Regions from separate parts of the Oryzias latipes genome. Here region 1 is linked to region 2. Evidence: chromatin contacts called from public Hi-C data. All regions are on one chromosome and are shown on one strand. Each heading gives the region's core, a stretch centred on a gene start, on an enhancer-like site or on the middle of the called end of the contact. The rest is flanking DNA. Distances are from core to core; before and after follow the strand shown.

Evidence for each region. A called contact is a pair of places that touch in the nucleus more often than the background predicts.
Region 1: a Hi-C map of embryo shows a contact between it and region 2, with 2.4 times the contacts expected there. The contact joins the promoter of rragc here to the enhancer-like site in region 2. A contact is called at or near these places in 2 of 5 Hi-C or Micro-C datasets (embryo and fibroblasts).

Annotation. Positions count from the first base shown.
Region 1 is chr16:24,030,180-24,034,942 of ASM223467v1, forward strand. It overlaps rragc (ras-related GTP-binding protein C), which reads right to left and starts at 3,371. Exons shown (of 7, transcript XM_004078441.4): 1 at 2,983-3,371; 2 at 264-467. The coding sequence starts at 3,165. It overlaps LOC101175507 (c-Myc-binding protein), which reads left to right and starts at 3,872. Exons shown (of 5, transcript XM_004078304.4): 1 at 3,872-4,012; 2 at 4,236-4,308. The coding sequence starts at 3,998.
Region 2 is chr16:23,757,878-23,762,564 of ASM223467v1, forward strand. No RefSeq gene overlaps it. Among protein-coding and RNA genes, the nearest start is that of utp11, 9.5 kb to the left of the region's middle. Within about 2 kb of position 2,329, at least 4 of the 8 cell types and tissues checked have an H3K27ac peak or open chromatin away from gene starts, as enhancers often do. A contact at or near this core is called in embryo, where this site is marked.

The DNA of each region.
Region 1 (4,763 bases), core at 2,121-4,620, 270 kb after region 2:
GTCAAGGAAAACCCAAGATGTGAGGGGAAACATGTCTTCATTCAATCAAAGTTCAATCTTCTAGAACTAAACAGCATTTCTCTCCTAAATCTCAAGATTCAAATGCAGATGTAAAGTCTTTAACCTGTGTACCTGTAGCAAGAAAATGTACAAACAGTGTTTGCAGTTGTCCTATTAAACCCCAAACGTTCCTGACCCCAACTCATAATATTGCAGCTGACAACTCAGAAATGGATTCGGGTAAAGTTACGTCTCCGTCTTACCTGAGCATCGATGACAAATATTAGAGCCCCGGTTCCTCGAAAGATCATCTCATAGTCGAAAGTGGGGTCAAAGAAGTCCACCTGACCGGGGAAGTCCCAGATCTGGAAGTTGACAAAAGAGCTGCTGGAGATGTCATCCTTGTAGATCTTGTTGGTGCTCTCCAGAAACAAGGTCTCGTTGGGGGACATTTTGTGGAAAACCACCTGAAATGAGAATCAAAAGAAAACAGTGGATGGGAGGAATGTGCATTCTGTATATTTTAAAAATAGACCAGGCATGAAATCAAATCAAATCAGTGCTGCCATGTTGATGGATCACACTCAGGAAAACAGAATATTGTGAGAATAAAAATATGAATCTCCTTGAGGCAGAGCAACTACAGGAAGGAAACGTGTAACGTGGAAAAATTAGGAGCAAAAAGAACTGAAAGTTACATTTTGTTACCACTTTCATCTCATCTTTCCAAACTGCAGTCCAAAGGTTGGAGCCGAGCAAAAGGAGAGGAAGCTTACAGAATATTGATTATACTCAGTGAGCTCTAAAGATTCGCCCATGAACACGTCAATATTCTGCTTTTTGCTTTGAGTCTGAAGCTCACTCTATAGTAGTGGACTAATGTTTTGGATTTTTAAAAGTTCTCCTTTGTTTTCGGCTTCATTTTTCAATTTTAAGGACATCTACAGACGATTGGGGTGTGCAAACCTTACACAATAAGAGCTTTAATGCATCACACAGAAATGTTTTAGGGTTTGGATGAAAAAAGGTTTTAGAAAAAATGTTTTATTGTTTTTAATCATTTTGTTAGTTACCAACTGTTTGAATGGTTACCAAGCATTTTCTATAATTCCCTATCCAATCACAACTTCTATCTTCCCATCCTAAGGATTTCTTGTCATACTTTTAATCAGCAAACTGTAAAGAAAGGTTCAAATGGGCTTTTTTTTACGTGTTTGTCATGGACATATCATCCAGATGTCACATGTTGAGCAGGAGGTAAAAGAGCAAATCGCTGCAGAGGCACTAATCTGCGCTGACTCAACACTTTCTACATTCAAACTGTCCAGCAGCCAAATCAAAATTAAAATTTCTCTCTGATAGTTTTGATCAGGCTTGAATAATAGAATGCTGGGAAATAACAGGTGAAGAATGGGTGTTATTCTAAAGTGCTGTGTGAGCTACAAAGGTCACAGGTCAATGAACTAACAAAAAGCCAAATCACATGGTTCTCAGCTCAAACTGCAGATTTACTGGAAGAACAGACTGGAGACACAAGCAAACGAGCAGAAAATGTTCCTGGAGAGCTCCATGTAGAAATAGGGATTTTCTATTTAAACAAGGTAAAACAGCATCCGAACCAGGGGTCGGCAACCCCCCAGGCTTCAAAACCTAAACAAAATAAGTCCAACTTTATTAAACTCATTCACAAACAGTTATAGAACATTTCTTTTTACTCCACGAGGCTCATTACAACAAAAGTCTCAATGCTGCAACAATCAATCAAGCGGTCCGCATTCGTAGTTCACCAAAGTTGTACTAAAACATTTTTGACAGATTTTGGAGCGTTGTGTGTCACAGAAAATCAATAGGAGATCAGCAAAGGCAGCCAGAACTCGTGAGACGTGATGGATTATAAGGCAGGTTTCTTATCTTACTGTTGAAAAATTGAAGGATTTTAAGTTTGCCTTATGATCAGAAAAATACAGTAAGGCTCACTTAGTTACTTCTGATTTACACATTTTTAGGTAAGATGAACCAGTAATCATAACAAATCGTCTATTTATTTATTTTTTACTGCTGATTTTACACTACTTACTAATAAATTTGCTCCATAGAAATGATACTATATGGTACATGGTGTCTTTTATTTTAAAATGTACTTATGTCATATTTTTAATAACGATATTTTTTCTTCATGTTTGTGTTTTATTTATTCAAATAACAGTTTGTTTCTATTTATCATAATAGTAACAACAATATTAATGCAAATCAGTGCCTTTTTTGTGAAGTCTGACTTGCGTGAGAAATGGACCCAAGAGGCTCTTCAAAGATTCACTCCAATGAAAATCGTCTTTTCTGTGTTTTCAGCATGTTCTGGTCTCATTTTTCTCATGATTAAAAGAAAATTAAGCTCAAAATGGCATTTCTGATTATATCTTCAGGTGATTCACAACGATCTGAATTAGGAAATACTAAACTCTGAGCTCATTTTTTCCTTTATAGCATCCATCATCGGAAAAAAGCTGAAAGTATATATGTGCAGGAACATAATGCACAGGTGTCCTCCTTTAGATGCACAGAGTGTCATCTCTTCATAAGAGCAGCACAGATTTCTACCCAGACGCTGACAGCACTGAAAGGTGCGGTCAGTTTGTGTCACGTGAAAACCCCACAGATCACTGCTTCCGAGTCTTAAGACTTAGGTGGAACAAAACGAAGCCATGCTTAGCTAACGAGCAAAGTATCAATACATTTGTGTAGAGCGCCTCTGTCCATTTAGTCAATAATTAACGGCTAATGCTAAAGGCTAGGTAGCCGAAAGCTTCGTAAAACTGTTGTTTTTAATGCAGCACGCGCCGACAGATTAGATAGCAATCATCACGCGCAACACAAACAACAAACTAGCTTGCTAATCTTAGCTAACTTGTCTGGACATGAGGATGCGCGCGTCTCCCCAAAGCTAGCAGCACTTACAATTAAAACAAATAAATAAATGCTTACCTTCTGAATTGATGACTTGCCGCTTCGTCTTAAACCCATGAGCAAGATTCTAGGTTTGCTATCGGATGACGTCGGGCTATCCTCGATTTCAGCCTCCTCCTCACCATAACCAAAATCTTTGGGGAACGAGTCCGCCACCCCATAGCTGTCAGGCAGCTGTTCCACCTCGTACTGAATCGACATTTTGACCCAACGTCACGAGCTTCCCCTATTTCCCCCCTAAGTTGTCACTCCCTGGCACCGTACTTGTGCCACACAATGGGTAACTTACGTTTAAAAGTGACTAGTTTGACAAAAAATATTCACCCGACTCGGAAACACAAACGACTCCATATATTATCTTAGGATTTCCTCTCGCTAAATAAAAAAAGAGGAAAAAAGTAGCTAGTTTGCCCCACCCCTCTATGCTTATTGGTTTTTGTGTTGCATCTCAAAATGTGATTGGCTAAAAAGCCCGTCACTCTTCTGAGGTTCGTCCCTGTCACCTGACTTGTATTCTTGTTCTTTGGAACTCAGTCAAACGAGAAATATGACAATGTTCACCGTAAAAACCAATAAAGTTTAGTTTTTTCCCCCACAATTGTGTTTTTTTGGTAGTTGAACTATAGTGACGCCGATTAAAAATCACGAACAAAACACAAATTACGATAGTTATGGTAGTAAGCGATTTTGCCAGCAGATGGCGTAAGGAGGCGACTTTATGGTTGGTCCGAAATTTTGAATGTCATTCTGTTTGTAAAAAAATATATATATTTATTTATGTCATATCAAACAATAAGTAGCTTTGAAAAAAACAAGGGGAAAAAACAAGTCTGAAGTCCGCATTAAAAATGAGGTTACGTAATGAATCCTTTCACTAGAGTTCCTCTTTGCCGTATATTTACATGAGACCATGAAGGCAGCATCTCTCCACAGGCAGAGCAGTTGAAAAACGTCAAAACGAAAGTTAAAATCGTCCATTCCAAATAACTCGGTTCCTAATCATTGAAGGAAACTTCAGCAACGATACAGCCCAATGGCGCATTACAGAGTAAGTAGTCCTTTAAAAGCTTTGACATACATATAAAAATATATATATGAATTACTAGTTTATGTTTGCAAAAAGAGTGACTAACTGCAAGCGAGTTCTACTGTTGATTTCGTAAACACAGGCGAAGCGTAGTTTGAACCAAACTTCAAAATAACCATTTTTAATAGAAATAAATATAGGCTGCAGGCTAAACGTGGGTTTTAACTGTCTAATCTCTCGACAGGCCTCGGACTCAAAAAGAGAGCAGTTTCGGAGATATTTGGAGAAAGCCGGTGTTGTTGATAGTCTCACCAGTGGTAGGACTTTTTTTTTTTAAGTTTTATTTTATGTGTTTATTTTAATTTAACAAAATCCATTGCATTGACTGGGATTTTAAAAATAATTGTATTGACAGTTTATTTTTAGTTTTTATTTGCTCCAACGTATATGTGTGAAGCATCTGTGCACCTTTTACACACCTGAATCAAGTTAATTAATTATCAGGAATGACTATTTGACTTATTTCAGTCAAGATTGTTGGAATAAAAAAATCAATTAGAGGTGACTTTATGTTCAGGTTGTGGTTGTTTAGTTTTTGTAATGTCAAAATTAACTATCTGATCAAATGATTAAAAACAAAATAGTGCTGTGCAGAATTTAGATTCATTTAAATGTTATAACAAATGAGCAGGATGCCAAGTGTTCTTGATGAGCTCTTTTTCTTCTGAGCTTTGAATGCACTATTATTTTTAATCTCAGTGTCTAAACACCA
Region 2 (4,687 bases), core at 1,079-3,578:
TACTTTATCGATGTCTCTGTTTTAACCAGCCTGCTAAATAAGTTGAAATCCCAACTAGATCCTGTGTGGCGTTTGCATGTTCACCCTGTGAATGTATGGATTTTCTCCTCCCACAGTCCAAAAACACGCTTCTTTATGGTGATTCTAAATTTTCATTTGGAAAGAATGTAAGTGTGTATGTGTGTGGCCCTGGGATGGTCTGGCTTGTCCAGACTGTACCCTGCCTTTGTTCTAGAGCAGCTGGGTTAGGTTCAAGCAGCCCCATGACCCTGCATAGCACTAAGAAGCACTAGATAATGGATGCATGGATTGTTCAGAGTCTAAGCAAAAGTTAGCCAATTTTAACTTCCCACTAGGGGGCATTCACGCTCTTTCTCACACATACAATTCAAGTTTTGCAACAGGATCTCTAGAAAGTGTAAAGTCTTGGTTTATTACAGATATTACTTGTTTTGGCTGCCCATCACATCACAGTTTTTGTAATGCAGCTTTGAAGTTGTGATGGATTTCTTCCCTCTTTGGGTTCAGCCACGTCAGTTTCAGGTTTGGACCTTGAATCTACACTTAAAACCAGGAGAAACAGCTATGCTACATTTCAAAGCTTCTTCAGGGGCTGAATATAGACATTCGTCTGATGTTGACCACACATCTGCGTCTTCCTGTTTCCACAAATTCTTTTGACTTTCAATGCATATCCTTAGCAGAGGACTTTTGTTTTATCACCTTTTTTAAAAACTCGTTATAAAAACGGCTGCAAGAATGGAATAATTAAAACCTCTAGTTCTGCAGAAGCTGTTGCAGCAAACAAGTAACCAGCAGCGATACGCTGCCTTTAATAGGAACCCATCCATGAGTTTCACCTAAGGCTCCATGTCAGCCTATGTGTGCATGGTTTCTTTGACCTGTAGTGTGGAAGAGACATGAGACATGATGCCAAACGGCAGATCAGAGTGACCCAGGCTTGATTGATTATTGTGGTGGCAGCAGCTTCATAAACGGAAGCCATCCATCAGCTTCTCCTGGGAGACCCTGACAGAAGAGAAAGGGGAGAGCAACTGGATAAATGCAGTGGAAGGGTGGAGTGAGAAGGAGGCCTTGGCTTGAACGCAGCTGATCTGAGCAGGAGGTGAGGTCCACACCAATGTCCATCTAGTCCATCTACTCTTGCTTCCAATTTAACAATCAAAATAAAAATGTGAGAACCTAATTTAATTGTCATGAAGAACGCCAACAGATGAACGGAACTAAAGCTTATCTAATATAATGCATGCATGTGACATTTCAGTATTGAAGAAATGCATCACAGTCTGTGTACACGAGTGAATAACATCCTGAATCAGCTCTCCCTCGTTCCTCTCACCCACTCCCCCACCCTCCGTTACTGCGTCACAAAGCTGAGAGAACGACGTTTACCAGGACCCCGAGGCCCACAAGTCCATAAGCGGAGGGGGTGTAGGTCGCTGAGGAGAGCCCAGGGGTCAAAACACTGTGTGCGCAGTTCCGGGACCCTTACATGACTATGTGGCCCGAGCACAGACAAACCACTGTTCTTCCTCAAGCTTTCCTTTCATTCACCCCCCCAGCAACGCAGCTTTAGTGCCGGGGCGGGCAATGGGGTGACCCTCTGATTTTAAAGATATAGACAGGCATTCCTCTATTGTCAAAAGCCTCATAATTCATTTGACTTCTTGTGCAGGGCATCCTGCCCCCCCCTGTATGCCATCTCCAGAGTTAATGGCCCTTGAAGTTTGTTAACGAATAGTCACTTTTGCAATTGGAAGAGGGGGGGGGGGTGGATGTGGAGGACTGGGTGGCAGTAACACAGCTGCAGGGTGCAACACTGACCCTGATCTTTCCTAACTTCCACAGTGTAGCCTGGTTAAGAGGAAGAACAATACAAAAGCTCTTTGTTTTGGGTTTGGTTAATAGAAATATGTAAAAAGTAGAATCAGTTAAAAAAATCCTTAAATTATGGTTATGTTTTTCTTAGTGATTTTATGAGCAGTAAAGCTCTTTTTTATTTTAAATATAAAGGAGATAAATCCTCCCATCATGATTTTATCTTTGTATTGCATCACAAAACCACAAGTGCAACACCTCCGCCTAGCTCATTTACCAGCTTGCCCTGCATACAGATCCAGGTTAAGGATGGTTAAGGACAGTGCTAATCGATCCGCCAATTACAGAGAGGTGGGGAACGAGAGGCTTTGCCCTGGGGGCTTAGTGTTGGGAGGGTATCGCCAAATGTGAAGGTTGAGGTGGATGAGAGGTAGTCTTTATCTGTGGATCCTCCTCTCCTTTTACTTGAAGCGGGGTGTCATGGGACTTTGAAGTAGTGGTACGAGAGGAGGGACAGAAAAGGGGGGGTCGAAAGGGCTGTCTCTCCATGCCAGGGGGAAGATGTCTGAAAGAAAATCTTTGCAGGCTTGACAGTAGCCGTGACGTGCGTGCCTTTTTTGTGCAAGTATTTGGATATCTGTGTGTACACCGGCATGTTTGTGTGAGTATCCATGTGTGCCCGAGTTGAAAGTCTGGTTCTTGGAATGAGGTGGAGATCACAGAGACTCCTTTAAAAATTGCTGCTAATGAGCCCTGGCTGGTGAGAGGTACTTGAATTGATTAAATTTGCATGAAAGCCTAAATCATGATAGGGGCCTTAAACTTGTGCACCCCACCTCTAGGTGCACACACACACATACATACACCCCCCGCTATGACGCCCACCTCCCCATTGTATCTACAGGGGGTAACTATGCTGGGGAGAGGGCCAGGATATACCGGGGGGAGGGTGTGTACACGTTTGTGTATGTGTGGTGTTGAGCGGGGCGTGAAGCGCACCCATCTGCCCCAGTATTACTGTCAGTCCATCATTCCGGGGAATGCCAGGCGCATGCCTTGGGGACGTGTTCATTACGTCTTAACTACCGGATCTGTCCTTGTCACGAGGCTCCCTTGTGTCATTGTCTGCCTGGGATTGTGTGTATGTATATTTATGCATGTGTCTGCTTGGAGCACAATTGAAGGGGTTCAGAAAATCTGGAGGTGCCCACACGTTAGATGTTGTAAGATGTGATTTTTGACCACCGTCAGAATTAGTTAAACTCTATCCCAGATGCTAACCCACAGTAACTGTCACACAAACACTTTCTTGTTCTGCCATGTGCTGTTTCAGACTAAAATTGTGTTGTTTTTCTAACCAAAACTTCTCTTATGTTAACTCTGTGACAAGCCATGATGAGGGCTGTTTTGTGTGTGCATGCCTGCTGCAAATCTCCTTGTGGGGGACGGGGCTCGTGCATGGGTAGCCTGGGTGATTGCAGTAATCAGATGGGGGTGTTAATCAGAGTTTGTTCGTCAGTGGCCTGATGAGGGGCGACGAGGGCTGCTGATTGTAATGTGATGCTTCGATCACTTGTCTCCGACGACTACAAAGACAAACTGGCACGGGAGTCATTATCATGCAGTTTTTTTGTTTGTCCCACTTCTGCAATGCCACTACAGGCCATAGAAGTGTAAACAAACAAGCAGAGCGCCACACTTTAAAATGTGGGGTGATGTATTATTAGCAGGGTGCAGACTCAATTATCATTTTGCAGACTGTTTTCTTTCCAGTGGCTGCGGTGATATATGGTGTCACAATGGGTTATATATATATATATATCACTTGTTTAGGTGTCAGTTCCACCCATATTAAATGACAAGAATGGGGGGGGGGGTGATGAGCTGGTGTAGAGGAGAGAAAAGATGAAGTGAAAGAGAAATTTTGGGGGTGGGGTAAACAAATGTGACCTCATGGTTTGTGGAGCTGTGCTGCCAAAGACAGACTTGCATCACATCTCCCTCCTTTTATTTGCAGGAAAGTCGCACTGACGCTATTATAGCTGCCTCATCAGCCAAGTCCCTACAAGGGCTGATACAAATTAATTAACCTAATTAGGGACTGTGATTGCGGGTGTGATTATAGGGGCTGGAAGGGGGTGGGGGTGTGCAAAGGAGGGATTGGAGGATGAGGCAGGAGGGATGGAATCATGGAGGTTGGGGCGCGCTGGAAGTCAGGGCCCAGGCGATGATGAGCTGGGAGGTGTGGGAGACGAGCCAAGATGCTCTGCATGGCTAATGAGGAAGGCAAGCTGGAATCAGTGCACCCTTCCTTTTTTTGTTTTCGGTTCCCCACCTTCTATTTACTTCTACAATGTTTTCTTCACTGTTTCTGTATCTAATGCATTTTTATATGACCTTGGTAACAAAACTAAAAAAAACTTTTAAGACACCGTATTTCATGATGGCAAAGTTCTTTTTCATCTACAAATAGGAACTCTGCCCTTTGTTTGAATTCTGTAGTTTGATGCAAAACAAGGAGCACTGCATTTCTGCCTATTGTTCACTTTAACCGTACTCCCCACAAGGAACAAAAATACCCGCTGGGAACATACAAAGTCATGCACACATACATATAACCCTACATCGTATAGCGTTCTTTTGTGTGCACAACCAACCTCAGATGCACAGATCCTCTGCTCTTCTTCACACAGGCAAACTCCAGAGGAGCAATATTTAAATCTCCTCCTTTTTGTATTGGAAGCAGAACAAAGATATTCCTCAGAACGAAGCAAAATGTGCGGTTCCTGCCGGCATCAGCATTTCTAATGTTTCTAACGAGTTGGAGGAGAAGAGGGACAACTGGAAA